Linked DNA regions of Mus musculus: all the other regions are linked to region 4. Evidence: chromatin contacts called from public HiChIP or PLAC-seq and promoter capture Hi-C data. All regions are on one chromosome and are shown on one strand. Each heading gives the region's core, a stretch centred on a gene start, on an enhancer-like site or on the middle of the called end of the contact. The rest is flanking DNA. Distances are from core to core; before and after follow the strand shown.

Evidence for each region. Promoter capture Hi-C pulls out the DNA fragments that hold promoters and counts their contacts. HiChIP or PLAC-seq counts read pairs in DNA pulled down with a chosen protein or histone mark. Capture Hi-C pulls out chosen DNA fragments and counts their contacts.
Region 1: a contact with region 4 is called in a promoter capture Hi-C map of liver. The contact joins the promoter of Fgfrl1 here to the promoter of Rpl5 in region 4. A contact is called at or near these places in 1 of 39 promoter capture datasets (cranial neural crest) and 1 of 9 other capture datasets (liver).
Region 2: a promoter capture Hi-C map of adipose tissue shows a contact between it and region 4. The contact joins the promoter of Tgfbr3 here to the promoter of Rpl5 in region 4. A contact is called at or near these places in 2 of 39 promoter capture datasets (liver and pre-B cells), 1 of 115 datasets of contacts at active chromatin or transcription factors (pro-B cells) and 1 of 9 other capture datasets (adipose tissue).
Region 3: a contact with region 4 is called in a promoter capture Hi-C map of pre-B cells, with 2.0 times the contacts expected there. The contact joins the enhancer-like site here to the promoter of Rpl5 in region 4. A contact is called at or near these places in 13 of 39 promoter capture datasets (the 3T3-L1 cell line, 3T3-L1-derived adipocytes, the C10 cell line and 8 more) and 3 of 9 other capture datasets (adipose tissue, liver and pancreatic islet).
Region 5: a contact with region 4 is called in an H3K27ac HiChIP or PLAC-seq map of large pre-B cells, with 2.9 times the contacts expected there. The contact joins the promoter of Cplx1 here to the promoter of Rpl5 in region 4. A contact is called at or near these places in 4 of 39 promoter capture datasets (cranial neural crest, embryonic stem cells and liver), 1 of 115 datasets of contacts at active chromatin or transcription factors (large pre-B cells) and 1 of 9 other capture datasets (liver).
Region 6: an H3K4me3 HiChIP or PLAC-seq map of pro-B cells shows a contact between it and region 4, with 6 times the contacts expected there. The contact joins the promoter of Hfm1 here to the promoter of Rpl5 in region 4. A contact is called at or near these places in 4 of 39 promoter capture datasets (the HPC-7 cell line, cranial neural crest, hippocampal neurons and 1 more) and 1 of 115 datasets of contacts at active chromatin or transcription factors (pro-B cells).
Region 7: an H3K4me3 HiChIP or PLAC-seq map of craniofacial prominence shows a contact between it and region 4, with 5 times the contacts expected there. The contact joins the promoter of Cdc7 here to the promoter of Rpl5 in region 4. A contact is called at or near these places in 7 of 39 promoter capture datasets (the 3T3-L1 cell line, 3T3-L1-derived adipocytes, the HPC-7 cell line and 4 more) and 3 of 115 datasets of contacts at active chromatin or transcription factors (craniofacial prominence, embryonic stem cells and large pre-B cells).

What each region holds. Positions count from the first base shown.
Region 1 is chr5:108,692,899-108,695,683 of GRCm38.p6, reverse strand. Fgfrl1 (fibroblast growth factor receptor-like 1) reads right to left here and starts at 1,455. Exons shown (of 7, transcript NM_054071.2): 1 at 1,152-1,455; 2 at 566-789. The coding sequence starts at 632. It overlaps Gm42151 (predicted gene, 42151), which reads left to right and starts at 1,618. Exons shown (of 2, transcript NR_168910.1): 1 at 1,618-1,848.
Region 2 is chr5:107,288,001-107,290,927 of GRCm38.p6, reverse strand. Tgfbr3 (transforming growth factor, beta receptor III) reads left to right here and starts at 1,299. Exons shown (of 17, transcript NM_011578.4): 1 at 1,299-1,673.
Region 3 is chr5:108,598,790-108,601,489 of GRCm38.p6, reverse strand. It overlaps Gak (cyclin G associated kinase), which reads left to right. Exons shown (of 28, transcript NM_153569.2): 12 at 1,987-2,036; 13 at 2,575-2,700. Among named protein-coding and RNA genes, the nearest start is that of Gak, 30 kb to the left of the region's middle. Within about 2 kb of position 1,284, at least 6 of the 459 cell types and tissues checked have an H3K27ac peak or open chromatin away from gene starts, as enhancers often do.
Region 4 is chr5:107,898,977-107,901,835 of GRCm38.p6, reverse strand. It overlaps Rpl5 (ribosomal protein L5), which reads right to left and starts at 1,308. Exons shown (of 8, transcript NM_016980.2): 1 at 1,190-1,308. The coding sequence starts at 1,192.
Region 5 is chr5:108,548,478-108,551,388 of GRCm38.p6, reverse strand. Cplx1 (complexin 1) reads left to right here and starts at 1,362. Exons shown (of 4, transcript NM_007756.3): 1 at 1,362-1,500; 2 at 2,780-2,883. The coding sequence starts at 2,853.
Region 6 is chr5:106,924,372-106,927,281 of GRCm38.p6, reverse strand. It overlaps Hfm1 (HFM1, ATP-dependent DNA helicase homolog), which reads left to right and starts at 1,392. Exons shown (of 40, transcript NM_177873.3): 1 at 1,392-1,513; 2 at 2,350-2,451.
Region 7 is chr5:106,962,659-106,965,656 of GRCm38.p6, reverse strand. Cdc7 (cell division cycle 7 (S. cerevisiae)) reads right to left here and starts at 1,335. Exons shown (of 12, transcript NM_009863.3): 1 at 1,232-1,335; 2 at 543-724. The coding sequence starts at 639.

The DNA of each region.
Region 1 (2,785 bases), core at 206-2,705, 790 kb before region 4:
ATTGATAAGCAAGCCAAGGGTCCAGAGCTGGGTCAGCTGAGGGCTGGATCAGAGCGAGCTCCAATCACCAAGATATCACCAATGTTCTCTATATTCAGCTAGGCACTGTGTGAGTCTCTGCAAGTTCCCAGGGACCCAATTAGGTTTTCTGCTCCCACAAAGAGTCCACTCCCCAAGAATCTGGGGGAGGGGTGACAACCACCTGCTCTCCATCTAGATATGCACCTGAAAGTGTGTTTATGCAAGATTATGAGGCTGTCCTGGAAAGGACCTAGGCAAGGCCAACAGTCAAATGATTCTGGGGCCCTTTACATGAGGTGTCAGCCAAAGAGGGTGAGCTGGGGGTATCTGATTGTGACTAGGTAACCCCAAGAGTGAGGTAGAGGCATGTAAAACCGACAGTACTTCAGGTTAAGGATGGGGGTTGGGGGGAGGATCTGCTGCGATGGAGCAGACAGGGAGGGGAGGAGTGTGCCAGGCGGGCACTGTGTGGCAGAGTTCAGGGCTGGTGGGAAAGGGGCGGCGCTGCAGAGGCCAAAGCGCCAGACTGGGCGCCAGGACTCACCTCGCGCCGCCTCAGCCGACGGGAGGGCCCCCAATAGCAGCAGCAGCAGCGCGGGGCTCCGCGTCATCTCGCCGGTCGGACCTGAAGCAGGGGCGCGGTCACTGGGAGCTGGACTGGACGCCACTCAGGGCTCAGGCCCGCAAGACCCAGGTCGCGGCCGCAGAGCCAGGGTCCGGCCCCCCTCGGCGCCGAGCTCCAGGCAAAGGAAGCGAGGCGCGTAGACGCTGAGCGTATCAAAGGCAGACAAAGGGTTTACACTAATTACCAGCCGCCCCCGCCGCCCCCTTTCCAAACACCGTCTGGATTCCTGGCGCTTGTAACTCGGGCCCTGCCCGCGGGACACACAACACCGAGCGGCCCCGCAGATAATCGCCTGCGCCATTAGCGGACAAATTTGCGCTGGGGGGCCCACGTGGGGCTCAAGGGGGGGCGGGGCGCGGGGCAGGGCCGCGGGCCCCACAGGAGCAGCTACGGCGCGAGCCCGGCTCCCGCCCCGCACAGTGATCGCGGCCCTGCCCTTCGCGCCCCGCACTCTAACCCATTCCAGCCCTCCCTCCGGGGGTCGCGGACGTACAGCCCGGCTCACCTCGACAGGGATCAGCGCGGGGGCGCGCAGCAGGCAACGGGGTCAGAGCCGGGCCCCTGAGCAGCGCGACGCGGTCATCGCTGCCCCGGGCGCCGCATCCCGCCCCCCGCGCCCCCGGGCCCGGCCTGGGCGGGGCGGCGCTACCTGGGCGCTGGCGGCTGGGGCCGGGCTGGGGCGCGGGGCGCGCTGTCCGCGCGGATAAACGGCGAGGCTTGGCGAGGGCGGGGAAGAGGGGCGGCGGGGCGAGGGGCCCGGGGCGCCGCGCCGCGAGGCGTCCTTCCCTGCGGGGCTTTGTCAACTCTCCCGGAGCGAGCGCGGAGCAGCCCTGAGCTCCGCCCCGCACAACTTCCGGCCAATCTGCGAGCCCCAGTCCGCCCCGTTCCCCGCCCCTCCCCGAAACTTTGCTCCAATCCGCACACGTGCCCGCCAGGCTCGCTGCTTAACCCTCGCAGTGCTTCTGCCCTTCAGGCTGGCGGCTCCCCGGAGCGCGCCCAGTCGGCCCTGCCTCGCCGCGCCCCCGCCCCTGGGCTCTGGGAACGCGCGGTCCCGCTAGCCTGAAGACCAGCTGATGGCCGCGGAGCCCACTCGGTATCTGCACCAGCTAGGCCCCTGGCCCCCAGAGCTGGCCGTTACTGCACTGTCTCTACTCCCGGCTTTAAACAGGAGGAAGGGAGCTGAACGGAACCTTCGAGCTTTTGTGAGTAGAGAGGCCGCTGTGCTGCTCTGGTTTGAGGGCGGGGGGTGGGGGGGTGGGGGTGGGGGGGTAAGGTGCGGGGGGGGGGGGGGAGATGGCGCAGATCTCCAGTGCTGGAGTCCAACGAAGCCCTGACTTGAGCATCTAGTTGTACCTAGGACCTTAGGAAGGCTGAGAGGGTCCTACAGCCCACCTGGATACTTCTCTGCACCTCACCTGCTTTGTGATAGTAATCAACACACCCTTTTGTCTTTGCTACTTAGCAAGTGTCTTGCTGTACCCCTGCACCCATCAAACAGAAAGACTGGTGAGTTTCCCAAACCTCACTAGCTCCCTTCAGCAGCATCCTGATCCATCCCCCGCGATCTCTCCAGACAGCTTCCTGCCTACCCTCACTCACCAGAGCCAAAATTCATCAAAACATGAGTCTTGCCAGTTTTCTCAACATAAATCCCATAATTTTTGACGCCCCGGTAGTGCCTCCCAAGAGACCACTCCTAAGCTCCGCTTTCAAGGACCCTGATCCAAACAACTTTTCTTCTCTAAGCTAAGAAGCACCCCCTCTTTCCGGAAGCCTGTCAGAGAAAAATGAAACCGAGGAATAGCCTAGTGTTCCTAGCCCCAAATTCTGTTTCTGGGCTAGTGTGGGCAAATGGAGGTGAACCTTGTCTCCTCTGCATGAAGGTCCAAGTACCCATCTCAACTGCAACGCTGTGTCTCAGAAGCAGCCCATGGAACTTTCTCTGGGCTACCAGAGAATTTGGGCTAGTACTGGGGTCACAGAAAGCATTTAAAACAGACAGAGTGGGTCCTGACTAGTCTGAGTAGGTCCTGGCTCCACAGAAAGTTTTGTGAGGAGATGCCACCGAAGCATGTAGTGCAACAACATTGTGTTGCTGCCAACCAAGAGCAGTTGTGTGTGGAGGTGGCTCTGTAGTGT
Region 2 (2,927 bases), core at 50-2,549, 610 kb after region 4:
AACTGAACTACAGATTTCCAGACAACACAGATGGGAGTTGCTCCAAAGAACCTTTCTAAACAGGTCTACTTCCCCATATCCTTTGGTTTTTCCTACTTCTCTGGAGGGTGGTGGGCAAGAAGGGAGGTTAAAGTGTTTAAGAAACATCATTAAAAATAGGCTTTAAAAACTTAAAATTACAAAAGTCTAGCTGGGCTACTCATTTGTGCAAAGGTTCCCTGACGATCCAGCAGCTGTCAAGACTGGAAACTTGTCTTTGAACCAGACACTTCAGTCACTCCATCTGTTGTGGCACCTGTAGAGTTTCCCGTGAAGTAACTGGTGACAGAATTCCATGGATAAAGGTGCTTGCTGCCAACCCTGAAGAAATGCACCAAAGATGGATTCTTGGGCCCTACTTGAGGAAAGGGAGAAAGTTGTCTTCTGACCTCTACTCTGGCCAAGGCTGGTTCTGAACTTGTGATTCTTCTGCCGTACTTGGTTGTATGTGGTGCTGGGGCTCAAACTCAGGGCTCTGTGTATGCTGGGCAAATACATTACTACCGAGCTATAGCCCCAATGGGCAATTCACCTTTTAATAGAAAGTGAAGCGTAAACAGTGCCAGATTTGTGTTGGTGACTGAAGTAGCTGCATTCAACTCTTGCAAAGCACATTCATGCAGGCAGGACCCTGTGTGCTCGCCTATCCTGTGTTCAGAGGGCCGCGGGGAAACCGTAGGAATGGAATTCAGCAGCTGGAGAAGGCACTTTAATTCAGCAGCTGGAGAAGGCACTTTGAGCTAGGCTGTAGAAAGTAAGAGACCCTGACCACACCACAAGAGCATATCTTTAGATAACCGAAACTGGAGAAAAACCAAACTGGGGCAGAATGAATGTGTGCATGGGGCTTCGATGTGGGAATGGGTTTCTCTGAGATTTTTTTTAAAGGAATTTTTATATCAACAACCAGGAATCCAATAAAACTATCTTCTCCTAAGGCCCTGGTAGTTTGAAGGATCTAGGGAAAGGCAGCGAGTCTTCGCAGTGCGCGCCACATCCCGGGTACTCCACACTTCTTCCAGGCCGGGGATGCCCAGCTGTCATCCCATCTCGGGCCGAACCCCCCCCCCCCCCCCCCACACACACACACACCCGACTTCCTTTCTATCCTTACAGCTCCAGCCTTCTCTGCCCGAAGGGAAGCACAGGCTGGAGCAAGCTCTCTAGGCTCATCCATCAGCAGTGGAGGAGGAGGAGAGGAGGGGCAGGAGGAGGAGTTTCTAGGCGGCCGAGCCCCCGAGGCCCGCGGTGCCCTTCCCCCCTTTCGCTGATTGCTGTGGCTGCGCGCCCGACCCCGCCCGCGCGTGTGCGCGGCCGAGTTAGGGCGCCGCACGGGCCTGATGGGGGTGATCCAGGCTTTCGGGGACGCCGAGCGCCACTTTCCTCCTCCCTGGCAGTGAGAGAGAGAGAGAGGTGGAGAGGGAGAAGCGGGCTGCTGTCCTTCCAGGCCACTTTCGCTGCGCGATTCCGCGAGCTCCCGGCAGGAGGTGAAAGTCCCCGGCGGGGTCCGGATGGCGCAGTTGAACTGCGGCTGCTGAGCTCGCGGCCGCCTGCGCGCGCTGGGCGCGGGGACTCGTCTGGGCTACTCCCCCACCTCGCGTTGGACGACCGGTCCTGGACACACCGCTTGCGAGGTACGTGCGGTTTGGCGCCCTATCAGAGGCTGTGCACGCTGCGTAGTGCGGGTCGGTGCCTGCTTTGCGGGGTTGCTCTGGCCATCCAGGACCCCGAGGCTGGGACCTGGCTTTGGTCCCGCAGGGTTGACGCTGAGCGGAACCGGGATCCGCTGCGGTCCCGGGTGGGCAGCGCCGGGGAGGAGTTCCCCACACCCGCTTTCGCTCTTCCTCTCCACGGTTTCCTAGTCCCGTGCGGGGCTGCAGGCCACTGCGCTCCTGGCGCGTGACAGCGTGGGTGGGCACTCGACCATGATGGGTAGCAGAGGCCGCGGCCGCGGGACTCGCGCGCCAACGCCAGTCCTGGGTCCCCGCTGGCCGCGCCCTGGCTCGGGGAGTCAGTCCCGAAAACGCTGTGAAGGACGCTCCCGGGTTAACCTTGTGGCGCTCCCGCTGATGGTAGAGGCTCCCTACGATTTGTGAACTTGGTTGGGACAAACTTGAAACTCTTGGATGTTGCTAGAGGAATCCGCTTGTAGAGTTGGGCTTATTGGGGCATTTGTCCCACCTTCCCGCACCGGATAGGAGTGCAGACAGCTGGAGTGACAAGCCGCAAGTATCACGGCTTAGGTGTTGGTGCAAACAGTTGCCCTACTCGCTAACCGTGAACTGGGAGGACACGGTCCCCCAAGGTGGCTGTGCGGTTTGGAGGAGTGCACAGATGTTTCTGACTGGGACCGTGCGGAGCGCAGCACAGGTGTTAGCGCCTCGTGCTGCGCCCTGCTGTGACAGGAGAGCCGCGAGGATAGGCATCCCGTGAGTGTCAGACTGAGATAAAGAACCAGCCAATTTAAAATTTCTTCTTTCTTCGAAGAAGTGAGCGGTTTGGGAGGGTACCAACACGCAAAAAAACCCATATCGGGATCCTTTAATATCCAGGGAATGGCCCTTTAGATTGTAGCGGGTAATTTTAGGGAGAGCTCAGCAGGTCCTTTTGGGGTACTAAAACGGGAATATATTGATCCCTCCCTGTATGTCAGTATCTCCAGCAACTCCAGCTAGTTCCTGTCAGGGCTTAAAGACTACGTCAACTCTGGTTCAAAGTGATTTTAGTGGACCCATTTTACAGATCATATATGCTAGACTCCAGCAGCTAGAGGCAAAGTTACTTGTCCAAGGTCACATAGAGCTTTCTGTTACTTTTAACCCAAGAGCTGCCTCGGTCAGTCATGGCGGAAAGTGTGGTAAGATCCATGGGCCCTAAGTCCTTGGCCC
Region 3 (2,700 bases), core at 35-2,534, 700 kb before region 4:
TCACCCTTTGGTTCTCTTGGGTCTGCCCATCTTTCTGAATATAGACTTAGGCATAACTTTTCCTTCTTTCCTACTTTCAGATGTTTTCCAAAGCTTTCTGTAGTACTTTGGGCTTTTTTCACTTTCTCAAAGGCTTCACTTCCCACCATATGCCTGCTTGTCTGCCATGTTCCTGACCTCCATGCCTAACTCAAATGGCATGGCCCTCTTTCTTACAACTATTAGTCTATAATAAACTTTAAAACTGAAGCAACTCGTGATGTTTTAAGTAAGTTTATGATTTTTGTGTCGAGCTTTATGCATAACTATCTTTGAGGCTGCATATAGCCTGTGGATTACAGAGTAGACATGGCTGATAAGAGTTCCATAAACTCCTATGTTTATTAAATGGACTTACATGTAGCAGCAAACACATCATTGTTTGACTATATCAATGAAGGTGCCCAAGTTTGGTGACAGGTGGCAGAACTGATCGCTTCAGGTTGTCTTGGTTGCCTGAAGCTGCTTCATGTCCTAGAAGCCACGGTCTGGGCTACTCTTGTCTGTGCTGAGTACAACTCTAATTTGTATACCCTTGAACCTGTGCCCAGAGATGAACTGTCAGGGTCCCTGGATTTTTCTTAAGTGGGTTAGAGGTTAAAGTATACTGTGTAGAGCCCTAAGTGATACTCAGTACCCATTGTGTACCAAGTGTCTTAGGTTTGCTTTCCTATACCTGACCTGATGCTGGGCACACTTGTCTTCCTTGAGGGACAGCTAGGTTCTTTTCATGCCACCATTTGCTGCATATTTGCAGCCTGCACTCTTTACCTTTATGGCCCTGATTGATTGGAAAGTCACTATGTAGACAAGGCTGGCCTTGGTCTGAAATCTGTCTCTACCTTCAGAGTTAAAGACAAATATCACTGATATCTGGTATCTTGGATACTACTGGGTTATTAATTGTTTTTGTGAAGAAATAGATTAGAACTAGTTAGTTCTGATCTGTGGCTTGTCTGTTTAACTGCCTTTCGCCACAGAAATGTTAGCACCAGATAAAGCTGCATTTTAGTACGTCCTGGTTTATGTCTCAGGGAGTCCTGTGTAACCGAAGTGAACCTGACTTAAATAGGTTCAAATGACATTTTAAGGTGTTAAGATTGCCTTAATCAGATTTTACTTCAGTGAATGTATAGTGTATGTCTGTTCTTTTTTCCACCTGGCTCTCTGTAATGGCCCCATGGTGACTCTGCTGATGCCAAGTGTGCCTACCTCAGCTCTGTCTCTGACTTTCCTGTCTGACCTCACTGCCCAGCTATAGTGTAGTACTCAAAATACTTAGGCAACAATGTTCACCCCCCACCCCCACCTCCCTCCTTTCCAAGGAAACGTGGCTGTTCTGGCATAACTGGTTTTTTGAGAGGAATTGTTGAATAAGTTTGCCAAGTTCTTGCAAAATTAGTTAGATTTTGATCTATATTTTTTTCAGTTGTGTAAACCAACTTAGGGGATTGGTTTCTAAGACTTTTTGGTGGCCATGAGCAGTAATATATCTTGGTCATTTGGGATGTCTTTTTTTTTTCCCCTCCAGCAGTGTCTTCTGTCTCCTTTCGGATCTTCATAGGGCACAGGGTGTGCTCTCTTATGTTCCTATCCAGTCCCCTGGAGCAGTGGGACCAATGGTTGATGCTACTTACTGTTCTGCTTCAGTTACTATTTGGTCAGGATCAGCCCTCAATGTTTTTGCCTTGGAGAACACTTCAGAAAGCAAAAGATGGCCGGAGCTTTTCCATGGGCTGCTCTCTTCTGCTTTTATTCCACTTTTCATTGGTTGTCAGCTTACACAGCAGTCTTACACAAGACATGCACATGCACACTACTTAGAGGATACAACCTGTAAGCAAGGTTGCCTCAGTATTCTAGGACATAGGCTCTTCTTAAAGTTTTTATAGCTAAGTGTTCCATTCCATTCAATTCCATTCCAATTGAGTGTTCTTTCTATTCCAGCTATGCAAAGGGTGATCTGGACATATCTTACATCACATCCAGGATTGCAGGTATGTCTAATTGGATGATAGACATCTGTAGGGGATGTAGACAAAGGATCAGTGGAAGTAGCCAAGGTGCAAGGTGCCTCTTTAGCTTCTTTGATAGCCATGGATCCATCTGAGGTTTGACCTGGAGAATTACCCCAAGAGTGGAGGGTAGGTTACATATATTGAGCATATTTCCTGGTCAGTGAAAAAGACAAGGCCAGTGTCAGCTTCTGGCATGACTGGAACTCTGAGGATACAGAGAGAGTAATGGTAGGACCATATACATTTAAAACGAGATAGTCTAGGCAAACTATAATGAGAAAAGCTGGTGTTCCTAAAGACCATGGTGTATATCAGGTAACTGGGAAAGCTCTCCCAGACATCTGTAGTTAACTTTGTAATGTTTCTCATACTGTAGTTTATATACATCCCACTACATAGGATGGGAGACTTTAAGAGGATGAGAAGAGCCTATGTTTGGCCAGCTACCTGGCTGGGAGGTGAGCCCAGCCCAAGAGGGCAATCCCCTAGTGTCTAACTTTGGCCTGCTTTGTTTCAGTGATGTCATTCCCAGCAGAAGGTGTGGAGTCTGCAATCAAAAACAATATAGAGGATGTGCGAATGTTTCTGGATGCTAAGCATCCAGGACATTATGCTGTCTACAACCTTTCTCCAAGGATATACC
Region 4 (2,859 bases), core at 59-2,558:
TAATTGTTTCGTCCCATGACTTTTTTCTTTTGATACAGGCCAACTATGTAGCCCAACATGACCTAGCATTTGGTAGTTTCTGAGCGCCGAATTAATAGGCAAGAACCACCTGGGTTTTGGTCTGTATTTTTTTATTTAACTATGTAACAAAATCATGCCCAAGTTTCAAAAGCAAATTATTACAAGTGTCAACTTCTATAGCATGTTTCTAAGCTGACCGGAAACAAGAATCGCTGTTGTGCAGTGCTCAACCTTTAATAAGGTTAGTTCCTCATGCTGTGGTGACCCTTCCCCAAACCATAAATCTCGTTGCTGCTTCGTTAATTTAATCTTGTAGTTATTCATCGTTAATACAAATATCTGACAGATGGGTTAAGAACCAGATGGAGAACTGCTGTTGCACTGGTTCTCTTCGCCAAACACACCTAACTAAGCCTCAGAAAACACGTAAAGATGGCTGGGCGGAATAGGGCACCGACCCAAGTCGCTCCATCCACAACTGCAGGCTCCTTACTACAACTTGCAGGTACAAAGACATTTTCGTACTGCCTTTAAACAATCTTTCAATTCCTGTACCACTGATCGATCCCTACGCCAAACCGCCGGGATGTATCACCTACACCGGAGCCAATCTGTGCCGACAACTGCACACCTCACCGAGAAAGTTCAACCACTCGGCGCTCACTTCCTCCCTGCCTAAACCGGGCTCAAATGGCAGAGTACGATCTACAATTACTCCTCGCAAATGAAGAGCTGCACCCCACCTCTCAAGTCCGATCTCAGCAAATCTCTGAAAACAGGGCCAGACTCTGGCCAGGAAGAGCCAGGGGCCGCCACATCCCTTCCGGGACGCAGCAGCGCCACGGCCTCCACTGACAGACACTCCCGGCTTCAGGGCTCTGTGCGAGGCCGAGGGATTCGGGCTTCCGTGGCACGGCCTCCTGACGACCCCGGAGACAACTGCGGCTGGCAGCCGGACTCGGAAGCCTCGTCCCGAGCACCCTCCGCCGCGGCCCCTCCCCCGGCTGGCACCCGGCAGCCATTAGGCCACGCTGGAACGGCGGGCGCAGAGCCGGGAATCGAATGCCATCTGCCCCCCGGGTCGCACGAGCCGACCCCGAGCGGGCATCCGCGAGAGGAGGGGGCACCCCGGTGCACGCACGGGCCTGAGACCCAGATGCCCACTCACCATCCTGCGGAATAGAGACCCGCAACCGCGGCTCCACGCAGACCTGCAGAGTCGGCCGCGCTAAGGGGGAAAAAGACCGGAGTCACGTACGCATGCGCAGTATGTAGCACCACCAGCACGCAAGCGACGTGAGAAAGAGTGGCTGTAGGCCTCAAGATGCGCGGGCTATCGCCCCCTGCCGGTAGGAGGATGAATGTCATCTTCCTCCTCTCAACGAGCATGGAGGATGGGCGATGAGAAAGGGAAATAGAGGCTTTTTGCGAGGACTTTTTTTTTTTTTTTTTTGGGGGGGGGGTGGTTTTTCGAGATAGGGTTTCTCTGTGTGACCCTGGCTGTCCTGGAACTCACTCTGTAGACCAGGCTGGTCTCGAACTCAGAAATCAGCCTGCCTCTGCCTCCCAAGTGCTGGGATTAAAGGCGTGTGCCACCACTACCGGGCAGGAGGACATTTTTAAAAACACGCTCGGCATGCACGCACACACACCACACTTATATAATTATTTTTCTAAGCAGGAGGGGGTAAAAATTAAGTTAAATACATGAATTTGCCTATGCTGAAATCTTGCCTTCTCCATGACTTGACTCACTTCTGGAATATATATTTCGGAATTCCCAGCACACAGGGCCGCCGGGAAGCTCAGCCTCAGAGCCTCAAGTTTGAGTTAGAAGAGACTCTTCTGCCTTTGCATAGCATCTTGACATCTGCTTCAAGCATACTTTTCATTCTCCAGCACTTCTCAGAGTGCTGACCTCCAGTCAATTCTTAGTTACCTGTTACATGGTGAAAACAAAACAAAACCCACTGCACTCTCCTGTTGCCTTTATGCTTCCATTGTCCCCAGAATTCCTGACATTATGAGCGCCGCCTCCTCCATCACTCTTAGTCCCCTTCCTCAAGAAGTTTCTTTTTAGGACTGGGTGTGCAGCTAAGAATTGCAGCCTCAGTACTTAGAAGGGAGAGGAAAAAGAATCAGAAAGTGCAAGGCTAGCCTAGGCTACCTAGTGAATTGGAAGCCAGCCTGGGCTGCCTGAAGGAAAAGAAATGCATACAAACAATTATTTAAACACGTGAAAGAACAGTTATAAGGCTGAGAGCTTTAGAAAGTCTAAAAAAAGTCTGAGAGCCGGGCAGTGGTGGTGCACGACCTGGGAGGCAGAGGCAGGCAGATTTGAGTTTGATGCCAGCCTGGTCTACAAAGTGAGTTCCAGGTCAGCCAGGGCTACACAGAGAAATCCTGTCTCGGAAAACCAAAGTCAATGAGAATGCAATTTGAAAATTGCTTCCCTAGCCGGGCGTGGTGGCGCACGCCTTTAATCCCAGCGCTCGGGAGGCAGAGGCAGGTGGATTTCTGAGTTTAAGGCTAGCCTGGTCTACAGAGTGAGTTCCAGGACAGCCAGGGCTACACAGAGAAACTCTGTCTCAAAAAACAAAACGAAACAAAAAAAAAAAAAAAAAAAAAGAAAAGAAAAGAAAGAAAGAAAAGAAAAAACAAAACAAAGTTGCTTCCCCAAATTCTGTGTACCCAATTATTTTTAGCAATAGCATTTTATGACACTGGTGCTCAGATTTTGGAGGGGCAGTGGGACTCCTTAAAAATATTTGTATTTTTATGGATAGCTCAGCAGGTAAAAGTGATTGCTATACAAACCTGATGTACTGACGTCAGACC
Region 5 (2,911 bases), core at 113-2,612, 650 kb before region 4:
AGAAAAGCAGGTGAGAAGTAATGAGTCTGTCTTGCTGTGGCCCTTGCTTTTGCTAGCTACTATAGACTCCGAAAACACAGAATGAGCCAGACTGGGCACATCTGTGTGCAGGTGACCCCATTCCACAGGACATCAGTCCTGGGCCTGAACAAGGCTCTGGGCATCAACCAACCTTACCATGAGTGTGGTGGGTGAACTGAGATGGACAGTGCCAGTAGGAAGGGCACTGGGAGACTTAACTCTTCTGTGTCTGATGTGAGTCATGCCCAACTTCCTAAATGATCCTCTCCTCCTAGGCATATGCCTGTGTGCAGTGCAGGCACTTCACCAGTGGGATCAGACAGTATCCTTAACTCCAGGGCCCCAGGCTGAAGTCAGGGCAGAAGGTGTGGGGCTTAACACTTTCTCTTCTTGTCTCCACTCCAGCTCCGTTCCTGGTCTCTTCTACTTTGAATCTGCTAGGTCAAAGGAACAAAAACTGATAAAAGCAAGTCTGGAATGGACCCTCCCTTACTCCCCACCCCTAGCCCTCGAATTCAAGCCACCAAGCACCCTGGGGCAGCTTTGGAATGTTGGTGAAGGGGGAATACTCATGAGGCAAGAAGTTTCACTGAATTGGGTGAAGGTCAAGAACAACCTAATCCTTAAGAATGACTCAGCCAGGAGGAACATTAACAGTTAAAGCAATGGCCATCAGCACTAGACTCTGCGGGTCAGGAATTACCACCTGGCTAGCCAGAATAAAAAACAGCTTAGGTGTCCCCACATGCTCTGACTTCTGCGAAGACGATTGCCTCACAGAAGCCCCCCAGGATAACTGCAGGGATACCAGGCCAACCTTGTGGCCACTGGGCTCTGCAGTGCAGCTGCCGCAGAGTTGAAATCCCGGTGCCAGGGGAAGGGGCGGCCTAGAGGCGGGGCTGTGGCTGTCTCCCAGGAGCCCCCGCCCATCCATGTCCGCAGTGACCTTCAGGCGTCCCTGACTGACTGGGGTTTCTATCCCACCAAAGCCACATTTGGCGGCTCTGCACACCGGAGAAGCCTGGATGTGTGGGCCTATCTTGCTCGATCGGGGGTCTCGGGCTGTGCTCGCCTTCTCCCGCCCTGCCAGCAAAGAGCAAAGAAACCCGGTCAGGAGCAAACGTGGTTGGTAGATTAGGGATGGTGACCCCATCCCTGCATTCTCCCAGCGTTTCAGGAGGGCGCTTCAGTAGGACTTCAGGAGGGTCTCCAAGCCGGTGTGGAGAGAGTGGCCCAGGCCAAAGAGGGGCCCCTAATGCAGCTGTCGCGCGCGCCAGGCCAGGATCTGGGAACCGGGGGCGCGGCTGCCCCCCCTACCTCCGCCGAGCCCCGCCCTCCTCGTCATGCGGGACGCGGGCGGGGGCGCCTCTGAGTGACGCGCCCTCCTCGCGGTGTCCTTCAGCCGCCGCAGCAGCACAGAGCGCCACATGGACCCCGCCGGCCTGAGAGCGCGCTGCTGTTGATCGTCCACCTTGGAAGGTAACCGGCGCCCTAGCAGCCAGTCCGACCTTAACCGGCTCCCTCCTTTCCCCTTCCCAGCCCAGTTTTCTTCCCGACTCCTGGGCTTCCCTTTCTGGATCCCCGCTTTCTAGCCGTGGGTCTCCTACCCATATCCTAGGTTCCCCTACTCTTGGTTCCTTGTCTTTCAGACCCAAGGTTGCTCAGCCTGAAAGGCGCTGTCCATCGTGAGGTGCTGAAACGGCCCTTGATTCCCTTTCCCATAGGCATCTTTTTTCTTTCTTTCTTTCTTTCTTCTTTCCCTGGCGCGCTCCGGCCTGAGGCCGTGCTCCGGTCGGGCACCTCGCCCAGCAAAGCAAAGGGTGCGGCGGCCGCGAGAGAACGGGATGCCTTGGTCTTTGCGGAATCTCCGCAGCGTCCTAGCCTCTCTACAGCTGGCCCTGCGGAGCCCCCATCCCCCGATTCCCGGAAACAGAGAGAAGTTTAGAAGGCAATTGGCTTTGCTGCAAAGGCATCCCTGAACCCCTAGCTTCTCGGACACTCTTCCTGCCTGGCACCCCTTCGGGTCTCATTCCGCAGAGAGAAACCTGTGAAACACTGGATCCCTCAGGACCAGGTTCCCTGATAGGAAAGACTCTACAAAGAGGGATGTCTTTGCAGCTGTTGGCATTACAGAAAGCACCTTTCTAAATGCTGCTGGCACTTTAGTCCACGCTGGGCATTCTGACTTGGGTTGCCCTACCCCATGCAGAAGCAGGAGTGGGTCATCTGTTTCCCCTCCCACTGGAAGACGGGGACTCCATCCAGGGCCAGTTCTGCTGTGGGCCTCCAGAGTCTCTCTAGAGACAGATATAGTTGAGACTAGTCAGAAGTCATAAGGACCTTTCCTGAGGGACATTCATGGACTTGTCTCTCCAATTCTTCCCCAGAGGGACCCCTGCCCCACAGCTCCAAAACTGCCAAGGAGGCTGAGCAGCCAGAACCTGGGTGCTACAGCGGAGCATTGACCTTCAAATGCCCCCTGGGCTCCACCCCCGCTTGAGGAGGCTGGCGCCAGTCTCCAGTAACTGGTGGCCCCAGGTTGTGAGCTGCAGTGGCATCTAAAAGCTTCCTTCAGAAACCCCAGAAGAAGCAAGATAACTGTTGGTTTGGCTGGGCTCTGAACCCTGCCATCCTGGTCTGGGTGTGGGAACAAAGCCTCTCACCCTAGACTCTTGGGATAGTGGAGAGGAGAGCAAGGAGTAGATGAGGGTCTCAGGAAAGGTTGGTCAGGGTACCTATGACCACCTACTCTCTCTAGGCAGAAGACCCTGACCACACTTGAATGTGAAATCTGACCCCGGGAGTGGCTCCTGAGGAACCAAGCCATCACCATGGAGTTCGTGATGAAACAAGCCCTGGGAGGTAGGAGGTGGGCAAGGGGGGGGGCGCA
Region 6 (2,910 bases), core at 143-2,642, 970 kb after region 4:
CACAGTATAATAAACAAGTTCAAATTAGTTCCTTGGCTTAAGATTTTACTCTATTTCAGAACCTAGAAATTAGGATGTAAAATTTGCCAGAAGGGAGCTGTTTATAAGTGAGACCTAAACATTAGTTTTGTGGTTTGAAGGGGTTATTCAGCTCTGCCTCTGCTCTGAGTACAGAGGTGAGCACGTGTAGGAGCGAGACTTCCCAGCAGCAGAGCTTAGTTCTCTCAGAGGCCAAGAAGCCAGGACCTGTGGTGTGCCCAGCAAGCTCTGTGGAAGGGAAAATTCAGAGCCTATCGTGGCTTGGGTGCTCACTTGTGGGAAATAAAACATTAACAAGCCTCAGAATTGCTCAGAGGCTGCTGTGTTTTATGCGATCTGCGCAGATGACTTGTATGGTGGGCAAAGCTGCCACTTGCGCGTTAAGTCAATAGAAAAAAAAAAGCACTTTGTATGTGTTTTTTTAAATATATACACGCTAATTAACAATAGATGCTTCAAATACAGCAGAGATCTGCTTGAAGTTTTTAAACATACACTTTTTCTAATCGTACTGTTAAACAACGAAACACAATGTCAATGTCTGCTTAAGGGAAATAGAGTGTAGAAAGAAGAGCTGGGGGCCAGGCATAGGCACGCTCTGGAAATAAATAATTGATATTTGGTATCAAATATTTACATCAGATGTATTTCCTGACCTCTCTGGATAGAATGTTTAAACTCAGTCTTGTAGCTCAACAGTGACCTAATGGGTGCCATTTTAAATTAGACACTTAGGTAGGAAGAAAATGGAGGTTCCAGGGCTGCGGCCTAGCTAATGCCTGGCAGTAGAGGACCCCCAAGGTAAGATATTTATTTAATGATTAGCGGTGCGCCCATCAAAACCAACCACACATCTCTGAAGGAAACAGTTGGGCTGGGAAGGGGACTGGGGGTTGCCGATCCATTCTTAGGCGTTTGACTAAGCCGGGCTTGGGGGGCGTTCGAAGGGTCGGTAAATCGGCGCTCGACTCAGCCCCCCTCCCCCCGGCAGGTGGCTGTGGCCTGGGCGGGACGCGCGCGCCTCGCGTGGGCGCGTGGGGGGCTCGGTGAGCGAGCAGTGGCGGGGCCGGGGAGAGGAGGGAGGTAGGGTGGGTGGGTAGGGAAGCGCGTGCGGGGAGGGAGGAGGTGGGGAAGGAGGCGCGTGACGGGGAGGGAAGTGCGAGGGATGGGGAGGGGATGCGTGGGGTATGGACCACCGGGCCGGGCAGCCGGGCGCCCTCAGCGGGCGAGCGAGCGAGCGAGCGGGCGTCTCCCACACATTCCCGTCAGGGAGCGCGGCCTGAGGCCTGAGGCGCACCGTGCGGTGCGGGGGTCGGAGGTGCGGCGGGGAAGGCGCGCATGCGCGTCGCCTCAGCCTCCCGCCCGGAGCGCGCCGGGCCGGTCTGTTCTCTAGTCCGCTGTCCTCCCCTCGCGCTCAGTTGTGGTGCGTGGTCGCTGGGCCTGGGTCTCTGCACCGGCGGATGATTTCTGACGGGTTGGTTGTTATGCGTGGACGTCTGCGCTTCTGACATAAGTACTAGTTTGTTTGAGACAGGTCCCCACTCTGTAGCCTAGGCTATCCCTGCCTAGCTTCATCTTCCACCTCCCAACTGTTGGGGTTGCTGTTGGGAGCCACTCGCCTTTAAGTATGTTTTCAGTTGCAAAAATTATAAGGAAACCGCTGTCCAGTACTTTTATACAACAAGTAAAAGATCATAGAGAATAAGATACTAAGGTTGTCAGAAATACAGAAAGGTGTGTGTTACTTCTACAAGCCACAAGCCATACAAAACAGGTCGCAGTGTGGACTCTAAAAATACTTGGGGCGATATCACTTACAGAATTTTGCACTATATTTCTGTATTACACGGTGAGACCTGTTTTGTGTGTGTGTGTGTGTGTGTGTGTGTGTGTGTGTGTGTGTGTGTGTATGTAGCCCAAGCTGACCTTGGCTGAGACTGGCCTTAAATTGATCCTCCTGCCTCCACCTTTCCAGGGCTGAACTATAAGCTTGTACCACTATGCGAGGCTCTGAAATAAGAACTTTGAGACAAATTTAGAATATCTAAACTTAAAACTTTAATTAAAAAGTTATCACCTTACATCAAAATGTAACGTTTATTTTAGGGATGGTTTTTTAAAAGTATTTATTTACATCATGAAAATTCCAAATTCACCATCTTTTAGAGTCCAGCTAGAAAAATAAAAAATTCAAACTTAACTGAGGGAAATCAGTTGACTAAAATTGCTTTATTTAGAATTATTTTATAAATTGATTGCTAGTGCACTCATTCCAAAATGAATTTTTATGGGTTATCTTCTCTATGCCAGGAACTGTTCCAGGTTATTGAAGCACATTAAGAAGAAGAAACAAACATCCCTTTTTTGCTTTCTAGGGAGAAAGATAAACTAAACACACAGTAACAATTACAGGTGAGTGTTTTTTAAAAAGCTAAGAATACAAGATGGAGAGATGCACAATTTTGGATAAAGAGTTTTCCCCCCATTGGAGTACATCAGAATTAAAATATATATGTGATGTTTTTATTCTGAACTAAAGTTATACCGACTATTATACTAAAACCAGAAAAATGTTCTTGCTACTGTGTGCATGGGAGGTCTTTTTGTACAGGGTAACATTTAAAATTAGTTTTAATTTGTTTCACTTTCTTTTAGAATGAAAAATTAGATCAGACATGTTAGTATTAAAATCATTTACATTCTGAGGTAGCAGAGCTCTAGAAACATGGTTTGATGCCTTTTACTTTATTAACCTTTTGTTGATTAAAATATAGTTCTGAATCTAGACAGGAAACATTTTACAACTTCTTGGACAACACGTACAATGTTGATTACTGTTTCCTTGTTTTAAAAAATTATTTATTTATTTAT
Region 7 (2,998 bases), core at 86-2,585, 940 kb after region 4:
CTCTATGTCCTGCTGAAAGTACACAATATGGGACTTTTCAGCCACCTTCTAAAACTAGAGTCTGCGGCTGAGCTACATTCCACTTTACGAAGAAAAAAGTATCCGTTACAAACATTCCACTTGTTTCTGCCTGTGAATTTTGTTTATGAATCCTTAATCCCTTCCCCACCAATTCCTAAAACCAAACTTTACACAGTAAGGCTACAGTGGGTGTGGAAGAAAAAAGTCAGGTGTCAACAAACATGCTTTCCTAAAAAGCCACTAATATTTGGACCCAACCGACGTCCTCTAAAATGAAAACTGGATTCCACACCTCTTAAAACGCGATCCAATCCTAAATCTAGACTTCATGATATTATGTTGACATGTGAAATTTAAACATACAACTCAGTTTACTAGTCAGGTGTGTGTGTGGTTTTTCTGTTTATTTCTGGGAGTGTAATTTAATTACATTTCTTTTTTCCCCTTTCCTCGAATTAGAAGATGCAGACTGGCTGCCCGTGCGACTTCAGAACCGTGTGACCGTGGCATTGAGCACATACCTGAAAGTTTAACACTCTGCTCATATTTTTTTAAAGAGTCATCAGCCGGACACCTGTCACTGCCACGAAGGGAAGAAAACGCCATTGGCTCCTCCATCTGAGTCCCCAAAGAGGCTTCCACTACGCACGACTGGGATGCAAAGAGCGGGCTACGGGGTCATGTGCACAGGCGAGAGCAGCAGCTGTGAAAATCACAACACGGTGAGAAGGGCGAAGTAGCTCACCCAAGCAGGCACGCACCAAACCACCTGCCCTTCAGGAGGTAGCACTAAAACCCGCACCATATGTCCAAATCCCAGCCGGAGCGGCGTCGCTGCCACTGGCCTGCGGCGAGCACTCCCGCGGGGGACAGGTGGAGCGGGCTGCAGCCGGCTAGGGATCCCCGGGAGGCTGCGGGGAAGGACTGCGGTTTGCCCGGGAGGAAGTCGCTCGCCAGGGCGTGACACTCCACTCGACTGGAGCCGACCGAGGGCAGCAGGGTGCCAACAGAAGGATAAATGAATGAATGGGCCGCCCTGGGCGAGTGCGTAGGGCGGACTGTCCGCCAGTGCCAACGGGAAGCTCAGTGCGCAGGCGCACCTCTTCCCGCCGCGGGATGCCCGCAGGGCGACACGACCTAAGTCACGATCAAGAACTCGTCCCCGGTCCCTCACCGTCCACGGCAGGGGGGAAAACTGTCAGAAACTCACGGTTCACAGAAGTTAGGACGTCCGCGGTCGCTTCCCTCAGGAGCGTCCCACTGAGCCGGGCCGCCAGGCGCGCATGCGCGATTCTTCCCGCGCTGCTTTGAATTGCTCATGCGCATTCCGAAGCCCTCGGCGCCTGCGCAAGAGGCGTGGTTTTTCAAGGCGGGGCGGTCGGAAAGGAAGAGTGCAGCAGAGAGGGCTCGGTGGTCCTTTGCTGAGTTAGCGAGCCCCAGGACTAAAAAGGCGCCCGGGATTCCTCGTCCCGTCGCCCGGTCCTTAGCGTTCTCTCTCGGCCTCACACTGTGGTCTCAACACGCTGGACACTTCTCGGGTAAAAGGCACTTGGTTGAGTCCGGTTTTACTTTTCTCAACGAAAAACAAAAAGTTTAACCACTGGTTCTTGAGGATCTTATAGTAGAGACCAGCTGCAATGTATGTTGATCATTTATTTAGTTGTGATATAAACCAGTTTTTAGGGACTGAGCGAATAACGGTGGTGAATAAGGCAGTCAAAAAGCTATCCCAATTTCGCGTCTTTTAGTAACCCACTAAGTCTATATTGCGTGGGTGTGGAGTGATCCACTGGATTATGCATCGGACTCTTAACACCGGTTGCATCTCCAAAAAGAATGATCCCTCCTGGCCTGGCAACTACGCTCTGCCAGGGCCTCAGTAAGGGACTGGGCCAGGAAATTCCCTACCCCATCAATGCTGGAATTTTGGCCCCTCTTGTTCAGGTAACCCCACTATCGAGAGTCATGCCATAGCCAGAACTTGACAACCCCAGCTCTGACATTCTTAGACGACAGTCCACCTCCACTAGAGCAGCCTAGCCCAGACCAGAGAGAGTGTCCAGCTATAGGCATGTTTATTCAATCAATAATTTTTACTAGCTCCTGGAATATCATAACTGTGATTTTCATGCTACAATCTGTTTACATGGTATACAGGTGTGTGTATGTGTGTAAATACATACATAGTAAAAGAATTTCTAAGGAGTTAGTATTATTACCATTCATTAGATTAGTTAACACAGTGAAAGACCACAAATATTTTTTTTACTTTAGCATTAATAGTGAAGAATTATAAGTAGTGTTTTCTGATAGTTCTTTTTTTTACAAGAAAGCCCCAATTTACCTTTTGCCCATGAAAAATACATTTACCTCATAATCTTCCACAAGGCACAGATGGAGAAAATATGACAAAACTCTATGCTGATTTTATTAGTCAGGGTTCTTTAAGGAACAGAATTGACAGAATGAGTATGCAGATGTGTGAATGTATGTATTTATGTGAATGTGTATATATGTGTATGTGCTATTTATCAGAGTGGCATGCATGCTGTGGTCCAGGTTGTCCAACAATGGAAAGGCAAAGAATCTGGTATCTTTGCTGGATGTCTCAGTAGTTCCAATCTGCTGCTGGTGTCCCAGGGAATTCCTAGAGAGCTTCTGACCTTCAGTTTGCTTCCAAAGGAGTGGTTCCAACACCAATGACAGCTCAGCATCAGGGTAAATGGACTTGCCAGTGAGAGCAAGGGGAGCAGGCAAAGAGCAAAGCTTCCTTCTCTTACTTCCGACTGTGTGGGCTGCCAGCAGCAGTGGTGGTCTAGATTCACGGTGGACCTTCTCATCTCAGATGATCGGGATTTACAGTGGATCTCCCACCTCAAACAAACAAACCTAGAAAAGTCCCTCATAGGAAGACCCACATGCTTGAGTTTCAGTTCATTCCAGATGCAGCTAAGCTGAGAACCAAGATTAGCCACCA